Regions from separate parts of the Sus scrofa genome. Here all the other regions are linked to region 1. A link is a contact called in public Hi-C and HiChIP or PLAC-seq data. All regions are on one chromosome and are shown on one strand. Each heading gives the region's core, a stretch centred on a gene start, on an enhancer-like site or on the middle of the called end of the contact. The rest is flanking DNA. Distances are from core to core; before and after follow the strand shown. Region 1 holds the start of CEP19 (centrosomal protein of 19 kDa). Region 2 holds the start of FBXO45 (F-box/SPRY domain-containing protein 1). Region 3 holds the start of RNF168 (E3 ubiquitin-protein ligase RNF168).

What was found. A called contact is a pair of places that touch in the nucleus more often than the background predicts. HiChIP or PLAC-seq counts read pairs in DNA pulled down with a chosen protein or histone mark.
Region 2: a Hi-C map of liver shows a contact between it and region 1, with 4 times the contacts expected there. The contact joins the promoter of FBXO45 here to the promoter of CEP19 in region 1. A contact is called at or near these places in 1 of 5 promoter capture datasets (liver), 3 of 47 Hi-C or Micro-C datasets (heart right ventricle, liver and skeletal muscle) and 1 of 2 datasets of contacts at active chromatin or transcription factors (alveolar macrophages).
Region 3: a contact with region 1 is called in an H3K27ac HiChIP or PLAC-seq map of alveolar macrophages. The contact joins the promoter of RNF168 here to the promoter of CEP19 in region 1. A contact is called at or near these places in 1 of 5 promoter capture datasets (liver), 1 of 47 Hi-C or Micro-C datasets (liver) and 1 of 2 datasets of contacts at active chromatin or transcription factors (alveolar macrophages).

What each region holds. Positions count from the first base shown.
Region 1 is chr13:133,418,127-133,422,112 of Sscrofa11.1, reverse strand. It overlaps CEP19 (centrosomal protein of 19 kDa), which reads right to left and starts at 2,096. Exons shown (of 3, transcript XM_005670114.3): 1 at 1,407-2,096. PIGX (phosphatidylinositol-glycan biosynthesis class X protein) reads left to right here and starts at 1,924. Exons shown (of 6, transcript XM_005670119.3): 1 at 1,924-2,125. The coding sequence starts at 1,924.
Region 2 is chr13:133,557,738-133,562,205 of Sscrofa11.1, reverse strand. It overlaps FBXO45 (F-box/SPRY domain-containing protein 1), which reads left to right and starts at 1,519. Exons shown (of 3, transcript XM_021070155.1): 1 at 1,519-1,957. The coding sequence starts at 1,643. It overlaps WDR53 (WD repeat-containing protein 53), which reads right to left and starts at 1,374. Exons shown (of 3, transcript XM_021070146.1): 1 at 1,176-1,374.
Region 3 is chr13:133,623,991-133,628,388 of Sscrofa11.1, reverse strand. RNF168 (E3 ubiquitin-protein ligase RNF168) reads right to left here and starts at 2,843. Exons shown (of 8, transcript XM_021070157.1): 1 at 2,591-2,843; 2 at 1,928-2,268. The coding sequence starts at 2,228.

The DNA.
Region 1 (3,986 bases), core at 847-3,346:
GCTGTCTCGGCCCTAGAAAGGACAAAAAGAAAAAAAAAAAAAAAGAAAGAAATAAAATTGACAGAACACTATAAACCAGCTATAATGGAAAAAATAAAAAATCATTTAAAAAAAAGAATTTTCACTCTTAGGAAATGGATCATATATAAAAAACTGCTTTTTCAAATTATTGAGCTCTGCCTCTGATCTGACACAATGATCCCACTCCATCCCTTCTTTCTTCTTCTTCTTCTTTTTTTTTTTGTCTTTTGTCTTTTTAGGGCATCCACAGCACAATGGAGGTTTCCAGGCTAGGGGGTCTAATCGGAGCTGTTGCTGCCAGCCTACACCATAGCCACAGCAACCCCAGATTCGAGCCACGTCTGCAACCTACACCACAGTTCACCGCAATGCTGGATCCTTAACCCACTGAGCGAGGCCAGGGATCAAACCCACAACCTCATGGTTCCTAGTCGGATTCGTTTCCACTGTGCCACGATGGGAACTCCTCTTCTTCTTTTAAACAAATACTACTCCCAGTTCACCTCACTAAAATCTGTTCTGTTAGTAAATTTTCTGGGAGATCCTACTGAGCACAATATAAATTCCACACACTCAAGCAAGTAGCTATGTTAATAAATGATGGGAGTTCCTGTTGTAGCACAGCAGAAACAAATCTGACTAGTATCCATGAGGATGTTGTTCAATCCATGGCCTTATTCAGTGGGTTGAGGGTATGGTGTTGCCCTGAGCTATGCTGAAGTTCGCAGATCCTGAGTTGCTGTGGCTGTGGAGTAGGCCAGCAGCTGTAGCTCCGACTGGACCCCTACCCTGGGAACCTCCATATGCCGAGGGTGCAGCCCTAAAAGGACAAAAAAAAAAAAAAAAAGATGTATTCACATGATATTCAGTAATGTAGTTTTTTGACTATACTCTTTTCTTTTTACAATTAAACTTTTATTTTTACTAAGTAATGTTAGTATTCTGTTTAAACGTAATATAATTCCATAAGGCGTATAATAAAAAACTGTGGTCCTCTGCCCTTCCCCTCTCCAATAGGAAAATAGTTTCAATTCTTTTAAGCGTTTCTTCCAAAATTTATCTCCATATTTCTTAACAGCATGCTTACACTGCTATTTTCAGTTGTAGGTAATATCTTCTGACATCTTTTCCCTCTTTAAGACATCTGTCCTAGAGCTCTCTGTTCTGCTCCAATCTGCATTGGATACTCTCTACTTTGCTTATAGATTTAATCCATAAGACAAAGGACATATTTACTCAGCTCTTCTTCCTGGACATTAATCCCTTTCTCCAGGGATCAATGACGGGCAAAATCTTAACTTAAAAGTGTACGGGTTTTGCCATCAGGTAGACGACCCTCTTTCTACCCACGTCCCCATTAGGGCAAGGCTGATGTTCTTACCTACCCATAGAGACGTAGAGAAAGTGCGTCTTCTGCAGGCCAACGTCTAAAACCTCCGCAAGCAGGTTGTTTTCCCCAACCGCATTGCACAGAAGAGTTCTAAATTTAATTTTGAGGGCCGGGCAGAGCCTGGCGCTGCAGAAAGGCGACAGCCATAGCTCCAAAGACGTGACTGTAGGGTGAAATCCTCAGCAGGAGGACCGCATCCGCAAACACTTGCAAGTGGAGAAAGACGCAGAGAGCTCGGCTAGCCGACTAGCTGAACAACGTGCGGGAACCCGGGTCGGGCTGAGACCACCAAGAGATTCCCAAAGCAACAGCCCGGGCGCATGTCACGGCGCTTGCGCTGTTCCTCGCCCCGCCCCCAACCAGCAGGGCGAGGGCGTGGACGGCGAGGGGGCGGGGCCATTGCCTGCCGCGAGGCCGGAACTTTCGCGGGCCTAGGCTCCCGGGAGCCGAGCAAGAGCGGGACAGCAGGCGTGCGCGGAGGGAGTCTTCCGTTCAGGTCGCTAACTCTGTGACAGCGCGCTCTAGGAGCGGAGCAAGGCTTGTGTAGGTTCTCACGACCGCATTTGGTCCCCGAGCATTCTTCCCAGGTGCGCGTTTCCGGCGTCCTGGCTACCGCGGCTGTAGCCGGCCGGGCCGTGGCCTGGCTCTTCCTCTGGGAGGTGGCTGGGCTCACCTCTGCAGACCCAGTCTTCAGCACGGCCCCCACCGACGCTGGTAAATGGAGGGGCGGGGCTTCGGGGTGGGGGGCGGGATTTAGGGCTGAGCGGGTAGGGAGCAGGCTGAGATCCGGTGTCCTCTCCTTTCCACGGTTGCAGAGGTATTTCACTTTCCCCTGGCTCGCGACACTAGAACTGTAGGTTGAGCTGCACAAAGTTAAAAACAAAGGTCACAAGCAGCTGCAGCGTAGGTGGCAACTATGGCTCGGATCTGATCCCTGGCGGGGCGGCCAAAAAAAAAAAAAGCGAAAGAGGCCGAAATCCTCTTGCCTATCCGCTGCCCCGATTGCGTGGCTTCTGGTTCTCTAGAGAGTCAGGCTTTGGCGTTCTGAAACGGGACTGGCCTCACTATTACTAAAACATTGTACAGGTAGTACCGTCGTGAAGCGTCTTAATGCTCTTGGGATGCATGAAGCTTCTGACCACCAGGGGACCAGCAAGGGCCTCAGTGTGAGAATCCCAATCTAGAATTATAGAGGTTCGCGAGGCGTGGAAAGGGGAGGACAACTAGCTTCGTTTTAAAAACATTTTACTGATAGACCGTATTGGGCTGGGGTGTCTTTCTGATTCAGGGCTGGGTTAAGCGAGTTGATACCCTTCTTTGGGCCCAAGTCCGTGGGCAGGAGCTCTGTGCTAGGTGCTGTGTATCCAGCCCTTGCGGAGCTTGCAGTGTAGTAGGGAAAATGGATATGTGCAGTAGTAATTACAATAAAGGGATGACGTTTGATAGAGAAAGTCAGTAAAAACCAGGTGAGTTCTCCATCAGTAAAAGGAAAGTGTTAGATTAGTACCTGTCAGTCAGTGCAGTTCTGCTCTTTTGTTTGTTTGTTTGTTTGTCTTTTTAGGACTGCACTGGCAGCATATGGAAGTTCCCAGGCTAGGGTCGAACCTGAGCTGCAGCCGCTGGCCTACACTGCAGCCACAGCAACGTGGGATCCTACCTGCGTCTGGAACCTACACCACAGCTCATGGCAACACCGGATCCTTAACCCACTGAGCTCGGCCAGGGACCAAACCCAAATCCTCATTGGTACTAGTCAGGTTCCTTAACCCCTGAGCCACGATGGGAACTCCCCAGTTCTACTTTTTTGTGTTTCCATATTAAGTCCCAAATTTATTTGAAGAGAGGATTATTAGGCCCAAAAGAATTTTTAAACACTCGACTTACTGATATCTAAAAGGCTCTTCCAACAATGGCATTTTGTGATTAAAAATGGGTCATTTTGGGGAGTTCTGGTCGTGGCGCAGTGCAGATGAATCCGACTAGGAACAGTGAGGTTTCCGGTTTGATCCCTGGTCTTGCTCAGTGGGATAAGGATCCGGTGTTGCTGTGAGCTGTGGTATAGGTTGCAGACGAGGCTCGGATCCCACGTTGCTGTGGCTCTGGCGTAAGCCGGTGGCTACAGCTCCGATTCCACCCCTAGCCTGAGAACCTCCATATGCCACGGGTGTGGGGTGTGGCCCTAAAAAATAAATAAAAATGAGTCAATTTTCAGAGCCAGTTTAGGCCACAATAACCAAGTAATATATTTAAATTTTTTTAAATCAAAGTATCATTGATTTATAATGTGCCAGTATCTCTCAGTGGTTAATGAATCCGACTAGGAACCATGAGATTGCGATCCTTGGCTTTGCTCAGTGGGTTAAGGATCTGGTGTTTCTGTGAGTTGTGGTGTAGGCCGGCGGCTACAGCTCTGATTAGACCCCTAGCCTGGGAACCTCCATATACCGCAGGTATGGCCCTAGAAATGGCAAAAAGACCAAAAAAATTTTTATATATATATATATTTCATATATGTATATATATGTAATTTTACATCATGGTCTGTCCCAGGAGATTGCATATAGTTCCCTGTGCT
Region 2 (4,468 bases), core at 270-2,769, 140 kb before region 1:
TGGATGCCCGATAGTTGACAGCTGAAAAATGAATAAATAAAACTCCCTAGCCTGAGATTACACTACTATTTAAATAATATGAAAGACAGTCACTATCACAGTAATAAATATGTCAACTTTTCTTCACATGTTTGAGTTTTCCAAAGTTAGTCTTGATGTGAGGATGCTAGACAGCACCCGAAAAGACTGAAGGGCTGTGGCACTGGCCCTAGTAAGAATAAAAAGAATCTAGATTACTAAGCTTGGGGGGAAGCATCTGGGAGGAAGGAACTGGCAAGTAATAATCAAATACCACCTATCAGAGAGTGGAGATGATAGGTGCTACTGTTTTTATTGGAGAACAAGAAATGGATTACAAACAGCGGGGGAGTTGTTTTTTGGAAAGATTCCTTACTACATAAATGTAAGACAGTGTAACTGTCTACTAAGGGACTCTGTGAACCCTATTATTATAACAATTATCTCAGAGTTTTTTTTGAGAGTTTATTAGGAACTCCCCGGTAAAGGGCCCCAGTAGAGTGCATGATTATTATTTTCTCTTGTCAAGCATCCTTTAAAGGCTGTCAGAAAACGTTCTGGTCACTTAGGAAAACGTAGTATGACCAAACAATGCTGAAATACTTTCCCTCCCAAGAAGCCTTCTAGAATTACAGCCTCCATGTCATTCGCCCTATGGAATGTTTAATTAAAAACACACTGCCTTAATTCACCTACTAATCAGTGGGTTAGTAGGAAAGAATGGAAAAAGTCACATTTTATCCAAAAGAATGTAGCACTTAAACGGCACTTTAAGGTTATCCGAACATTGGCGGGGCGGGGGGAGGGGCGTTCAAAGGTGGCGACCTCATTTTCCGTATATACGCTAGGACACATGTTGTGATAATCACTGGTACTAATACCAAGAGAGAACAAGATAGCTTGACCAGGAAAACACGACCTCAGCTGCCAAAGGTAAAGAAGATCCAACTCAAACCTAAGGTGGCGGACCCATAGGGAATGGCTAATAAGGAGAGGGAAGTTTCGTGCGTTAGGTTGGCCAGTAAGGCAGGGACCCAACTGACTCGGGGGAACCTTACAGGAAAAGGGATCCAGGAAAGCCGACGCGACACCACTAGACCAAAATGATGAAAAGGCACTGGAACATAGCCTTGAACCCACCAGCGCCAGCCTCATACCTGAGCTTCCCGCTTCCCTCCTAGGCGCCTGATGATGACCTCACCGGTGGGCGCCCAATCCCATCCAGCGTCGGGCGGGGGGCGCCTCAGCCAAACAGTCACATCCGGGGCCGAGAGGAATCGCGCGCAAGCTGGGCGTGCGCCCTTGCTTCTTGCCCTCAACCCGCATGGCGGAGCCACCGGCGCGTCGCGGGGAGGCCGGGCGAGTCTGGCTGTTCCGGCGCCCGCGCTGAGCCGCTAGGGAGGGGCGGGGGACGCAAGTGCGGCCGGTGCGTCTGCCCTCAGTGAGGCGGGGCGCGCGGCGGACGCCCCTGGGCAGGGGCGGGAGTGGTGGAGGGGCCGGGCGGTAGGCTGTGAAAGGGGCGGTGAACGAGCTGCTCCGGTCTCAAGGCGAGGCTTGGCCTCCGGAGCAGGGACGGGGGTAAGCAGCGGCGGCGGCGGCGGCCCTCGGGCCAGCTGGTGAGGCGATGGCGGCGCCGGGCCCGGGAGCTGGGGCAGCCTCGGGCGGCGCTGGCTGTAGCGGCGGCGGCGGCGCGGGCGCAGGCTCGGGCTCCGGGGCCCCGGGGGCCGGGGGCCGGCTGCCCAGCCGGGTGCTGGAGTTGGTGTTCTCCTACCTGGAGCTGTCCGAGCTGCGGAGCTGCGCCCTGGTGTGCAAGCACTGGTACCGCTGCCTGCACGGCGATGAGAACAGCGAGGTGTGGCGGAGCCTGTGTGCCCGCAGCCTGGCAGAGGAGGCTCTGCGCACGGACATTCTCTGCAACCTGCCCAGCTACAAGGCCAAGGTGAGGGAGCCCCACGCCACGCCGCTGCCCCCAGTCCCGCTCCTCCGCGCCACTCTCAGAGCTTCTCAGCTAAGCTTCTGAGTCAAAAGCCTCGCTTCACCATCCCGCCTTTCCACCGCTCCAGTCAATATCTTACCTCACCTCCCCCTGCCATAAAGATCCTCTTCTCTTTGGATTGAAGTTCTGCTCCTTAACCCACCTCACTTCCGTGATACACTTTTTAAAGGACCAGATGGTTTCCCAGCCCTGCTTTCCGTCACTCATTCTACTTTCCACAGTCTTTCCCCTTAAAAACAGATCACCCCATTGTTGTAGCTTTCAATACTCTCATCCTATTTTTCTCTCTGCCCTTTATTAGATTACCTCAGCTGCCTTAACCTTGGCTTGGTTTCTGAGATCTTTGCTTTCACCTCACCTTTTCCAAGCTCTGACTTATAACCTTTTCTTTATTTTCGCCCGAGTATTCCAATTCCCTCCACTTTTTTACAGGCTTATAAATGAGTATGACCCACGGCATTCTGCTAACTTTCAAGATCAAGACTAATAGAACATCCTCCCATCAGCTGTACTTAACCGTCATAATACTGCCATGTCCTACTATTATTGGCTACTTCCTTGCCAACTTTTTTATAGTTCCACCTTGATAGAGTGTCTCTTAAGTTCTGTTTGTCATCTAACATACTGCTTCCATATATGCTGCCTTTTTTTCCCTGCCAGATTCTTGTTTGTTGTCTTGCCTTCATTTGCAAATAAACATGTCAGATAGCAGACCATGGTAGCACTGAGAGGATTCTTCAAGCAATATGAACGAAAGGCCTTAAACTTGGGTTCAGTTGAATGGAAACAGCTGTACAGAGTAATAGTCACCAAAAGCATATGTGAGAGAGGATAAAGTCTAGAATGTGGTAAACATAAAAATAACATTAACAACTAAGAAGGGATGACATCCCCTTTTAATGCTAGACTGCCAGCGGGGCCAGAGTAAGGAGTAAATTGTTTTTTTCCATGTCAGATGGATGTAAAATTTATTCTTCTGTAATAAAACAGGATTTAGCTTAATAAGAAATATTTCTGTTAAATATGTCACCTGTCAGTTGCTTTTCTAGTAAGTGAAGTAACATGTTTATTTATGAGGACAGTATTTATACGTGATAGATGCTCAGTGGATACTGGTTATAATTCGTATGGTAGAGTGCAGAAGATTACAGTTCTGTCCTACTGTACTCGATTAACATGTGGGTTTCGTAAGTTTTATTTAACTTTTATTTTTCCATAAAGTTTATTGTTTTATTTTAAATTATTTGCAGTAGATATGGTCACATGATTCAAGATTCATATAATGAGTTGTAATAGATGATGTGTTCATGCGAGTCAACCAAAAGAAGCAAGGCGATGTAAAGCAAAATATTTTCCTTTTGTCCTTCTACCCCCACCACTCAGGTTGAAGGCAACCTATGCTACCTATTTCTTTTGTATCCTTTCAGAGATATTTTAGGTTTCTTAAGTTTTTCATACTTTGTATGCCTTTGTACTACCTGCACTCTAGGTTTTATAGACTTGTACTTATCACATGTACATTCAGATGTTGCAGGACATCTCCTGAGTATCTTGAAGATAAAAGATTAATTCAGAAGGAGTCAGATAGCCTAGTAGGGAGGTATTCAGTCTAGTAGAGGAGAAAAAAATATATAGAAATGACTAGTGGTTATTAGTTAGAAATGGTAGAAGTTGTTTCTGTTAGATATGTATATATATGTACACACAGTACAAGTTTAGTGAAAGAGATTTACAAGTTGATGGAGAATTGTAGAATGTTTGAAATTGAGATTGTATTTGAGCTGAATTTTTAAGATGGGGAGAATGTGAATATTTTACTAGGAGGAAATACCTTGAACAAAAGCAGGACAGTGGAAAGCTGAGGGTTTGTATAGCGTATATTTTTATTTTAAAAAGTTTGAATGCTGGAGTTCCCGTTGTGGCTCAGTGGAAACGAACCTGACCAGTATCCATGAGGATGCCAGTCTGATCTGTGGCCTCTCTCAATAGGTTAAAGATTTGGTGTTGTGGTGAGCTGCAGTGTGGGTCGCAGATGAGGCTGTTGGCTGTGGCTCTGGTGTAGGCTGGCGGCTGCAGCTCCCATTCAACCCCTAGCCTCAGTGCGGCCCTAAAAAGCAAAAAACAAACGACAGACAAAAATCTGTATGAATGCTAAGCACTGTGCTCAGTATTGCAGATGCAGTGGTAAATAAAAACAGATACAAATTCTTATGCATGCCTTTCCTATGGAGCTTACAGTCTAGTTGCGGGAGGGGAGTGGGTGTTAATCAAATTGTCACACAGTTGTAAAACTGCATTTGTGGTAAGTACTATGAAGGATAGATACACGGTGCTCTGAATGTCAATGCTCTGAATGTCAATAACGGAGAAATTTGACCTAAGTAGGGAGGCCAGGGAAGGCTTTCTCTGAGGAAATAATGCATGACCTAAGACCTGAAGGATAAGGATAAATAG
Region 3 (4,398 bases), core at 1,594-4,093, 210 kb before region 1:
AGTGGAGCTGACCATGGGCTCCCTCCTCCATTCCCTTCCCACTCAGGCACAGCAAGAAGAAACTGGGACCCCACTGCCCTCATTACAGCCCACTCATAGGGCAAAAAAAGTTCTAGAAGAGTCAAGGAGACCAGAACTAGCATGCCTATGCACTGACCTGTTCCAACAAAGAGAAATAAGCTGTAGTCTCTGCTTCCAGCTAGAGAGCAGTGGCTCAGATGTTTTGCCCAGGGAAAAAAGGCAGGCAGTAAGAACTGAGAGCTCCAAAGATTTCCCTCAAAGACACTGACTTCACAATGAACAGAATATGGATTAGCCCAAGTCTAAAGGCACTCGTGAAAACAATGGCAATTTTAATGGTAAACACTAGCCAGGCAGTTCCTCACAAAGCTAAACATAGAATTACCATATGATCCAGCAATTCCACTCCTAGATATGTACACAAAAGAAATGAAAACACATTCAAACACTTGCACATGAATATTCATATCAGTACTATTGAAATAGCCAAAAGGTGGAAACTACCCAAATGTCCAACAATGGATGAAGGAACAAAATACAATATATCCATAGAGTAGAATATTATTCAGCCATAAAAAGGGATGGAGTACTGATAAAGATAGAACGCGGTAGACTTCCCGTTGCAGCTCAGTGGGTTAACAACTCGAGTAGTATCTATGAGGATTCAGGTTCGATCCTTGGCCTCACTCAGTGGGTTAAAGGAGCTGATGTTGCCACAAGCTGTGGAGTAGGTTGCAGATGCAGTTTGGATCCAGCATTGCTCCGGCTGTGGCTGTGGCACAGGCAGGCGGCTGCAGCTCTGATTCAACCCATAGCTTGGGAACTTCCATATACCACAGGTTTGGCCCTTTAAAAAAAAGAAAAGGAAAAGAAAAGAAAAGGAAAAGAGAAAGAAAGAAAGAAAGAAAGAAAGAAAGAAAGAAAGAAAAAGAAGGCGGCATGAAACATTATGCTAAGTGAAAGAAAACAGACACAACAGATCATTCGCTGTATGAATACACTTACATAAATTATCTAGAACAAGCAAATTCACAGAGATTAGAAACTCCGAAAAGCAGGAGTGGGATGGAGTAAGGAGAATGGGATGCTTAATGGTTAAAGAAGTTGTCTGGTGTGATGAAAGTTTTGGCAACAGTGGTGACAGTTTCCAAACACTGTGAAAGTAATTAATGACACTGAATTGTACACTTAAAAATGGTTAAAATGGCAAATTTTACCATAATAAAAAGAATTCCCAAAAAAAGCAAGTACACCAGAGCATCCACATCACATTTAAGCCTGGAGAAGAAACACTGCAGGGCTTAATGACCACATAAGTGGTCAAGCCGCTAAAGTCTGGGGGCAAAATGAAGAGTTGTTAAGTCCACACTGTGGAGGGCTTTGAATAAAAATGACTGAACTAGAGGAAACTGGCCACAGAAAGCTATTTTAGGCTTGTTGAAAGCTTAAGAACTAAATGAATGGAGATGTATAGGCAAGAAAGTTAGAGAAAAGTAACTGAAAATAAAAAAAATATTAACACAGGAATCCAGCAGTTTCCTTACTTCTGCTGCTGCCATACTGACTGTTGCTCATCTGTGACTATTTATATAACTTTCGACACAATTTAAGACCCTAGTAGGTAATTCTTTTGTTTCTTTTTTTTTTTTTTGGTTTTCTTTTCATTTTTAACCCAACAAACACCGACCAAACTAAGCCTATGCCTTAAAACAATGAACCAAATCTTGCCATTGTGACCTTAACCAACATTTTAGGGCCCATTAAACTCAAAGATGTGAAAAATTTGGACAAATACTAACCCAGATTTTCTTTTTTTATCCTTGAAAAAAAAAAAAAAGACTAGTGATGATTCGCTTTTTAAAAGATTTTGGTTTTTAGACAATGAACAAGCTGGATTTTTACTCACCAATTTCCTCTGATTCTTGCCCAGAGGCTCTAAGCTTGCATTCTTTTGGATAGTGTTTCTGAATTATCTTCCACAGTTCCATGTTGACAAGAGAATTTGTTCGGGTGCGGTGTCGAGTCCACGAAGAGACTCGGCGGCGACAGAAGGGGCAGCACAAATTTGCTTTTTCGACAGTCGACTGGAAGCATGGTTTACACAGCGTGTGGTTACAAGGGAGTGTCACAGGCTCAAATAGAATTTCCACACAGATCTGGCACTGGCATTCCGACAATGAAGGGATGGCGTCCTTGGGTACAGCCATTTTAATATGCTAAAAAGGCATATTCAATCAACATCAACACCTGAAAGAGAAAGAATCCTCATCTACAGCCCAAGTTCGGAGAAAGCGAATTAAGTTTTGTGTTTAAATTTTATGCCCAGTAGCCTACCAGAATTCAGAGACTGGGAACATCAAATGTCTTTAAAGCAAAAAAGTGTTCTGAGGGTCAGGTAAACAGTACGACCGTGGAAGGAAGTGTGTTTGTCCATGTTAAGACAAACGTCCGAAATGAAAACAAATGAACCTTGACTGCTCCCAGCATTAACAGCCGTTGCGGCAGGGCGGATGGTGGGCTCTCTGGCCCCCGCAGGAGGCACGCGCCAAGTTCCCCTCCTTTCTCTTACCAGGTGAGGATGCTCCCGTAGCTCCCGGAAGCCAAGCCGCAGACCGCAGAGGCGCGCAGCTACGCAGCCACCGCTAGAGGAAGAACGCTTCTTCCGCCCGGACGAGGAGCTCCGAAGGAGTAGGACTTCCGTTTTACCATTGTCGGGGGCCGCGCGCGAGCCCTTCCGGGCGCTCTGAGCCCGCCCCTCCCTCTCTTCCATCTACCCAAAAGCCTAACCTTGGCGCGGTGCTGTAGCAACCCGACAAGGGCTAGTGACGTCACGACTGCCCGCCAAAACAGCCCCTCCCACCTAGAGAACCAACCAAAGGTAGAGAGGGCTAACATTGGGGCGGGACTTCCGAGTCTGCGCGCGCTGCCCGACCCGAGCCCCGCGCCCCGCCCCCCCAGAGCTGGTCTTCTCGGTGTGTTGCAGTCCTTTCTTCGCAGACCCTGCGTCGTCACATTGACTGCACTTTAGTATTTCCCTCTTGATTTCTGCTCCCAGAGGCTGCAGAAATCAGGGTATGTCGCAAGGTTGGTCTCTTGTCAGAAAAAGTGAAACTTAAAGGCAAATTAAAAGCCGATGGAGTTCCCGCTGTGGCGCAGTGCTTTAAGGGTCCGGTTTGCCGCGGAGGCTAGTTTGATCCTTGGCCCTGTGCAGTGGGTTGGGGATCCCAGATTGCTGAAGCTGCTGCATAGTTCTTACCTGTGGCTTGGATTCGATCCGTGGTCCTGTCACTCTTCTGTGCAGTGGGTGCGCCCCCCCCAAAAAAGCTTGACAATAATTTTTAAATTCTTCCCTTAGTACTCCTCAAACTACCCTTGTTTCTTTTCATTTGTAAGGAAGCCTCTTAGGTCGCTTTCCAGAGTTCTTGTAAAAGCATCTCTAGGATGATTTCTGAGAAAGGCTGTGGTCAAAGAATCTGCAAACTTGCTACAATTTAACAGGTACTTGGGAAACAAACTGTAGGACTGGCAGGATCCTGGGGCTTAGCCAACATGTGCATCAATTATAAGGCACTGCTTTATTGTTTAATTTCAGTCTAGACCAATCAAAATTACAAAAGAAGTCAAAAGGAAAATATTTTAACTTTATGCATTTTGAAATGTTTTCCCACTTGGTTTTGTTAAGGCAGCTGCTCAACAGCCCTGCGCTGCAGCGTATCAGCTCTAGCGACAGCCCTGTGGCTGCAGTGTTTCAGCTCTTTTACCCAGGGAGAAACCAAGTGAGCACTGGGAAAGTTGGAGAATTCACGTTTATTATGCCGGCAGGCTCAGAGGAGATTGCTCTCCAGAGTCTGAGCCCGGAAGAAGTCTTTCACAAAGTTTTTATGGGCTACCTCTTCTGAGCTCCTGCTTGGCGGACCAGAGTGAGGTCAGGCAAGGTAGTAGATGCGGAAGCAAGCTTACTGCAGCAGATGCGTGAGGGAGGGGTGGTTAGGGGCAGGTGGCTGGACTTTGCTTAGTCATCATGACGGGGGGGGGGGGGGTGTCTCTCCTTTCTACCTTTTTTTTTTGTCTTTTTGCTATTTCTTGGGCCGCTCCCGCGGCACATGGAGGCTCCCAGGCCAGGGGTCGAATCGGAGCCGCAGCCACTGGCCTACGCCAGAGCCACAGCAACGCGGGATCCAAGCCTCCTCTGTGACCTACACCACAGCTCATGGCAACGCCGAATCCCCAACCCACTGGGCAAGGCCAGGGACCGAACCCGCAACCTCATGGTTCCTAGTCGGATTCGTTAACCACTGTGCCACAAGGGGAACTCCTCCTTTCTACCTTTTTATAGGGATATTTTCTCCTACAGTTAGAGACAGAGGCTGTGGAGGA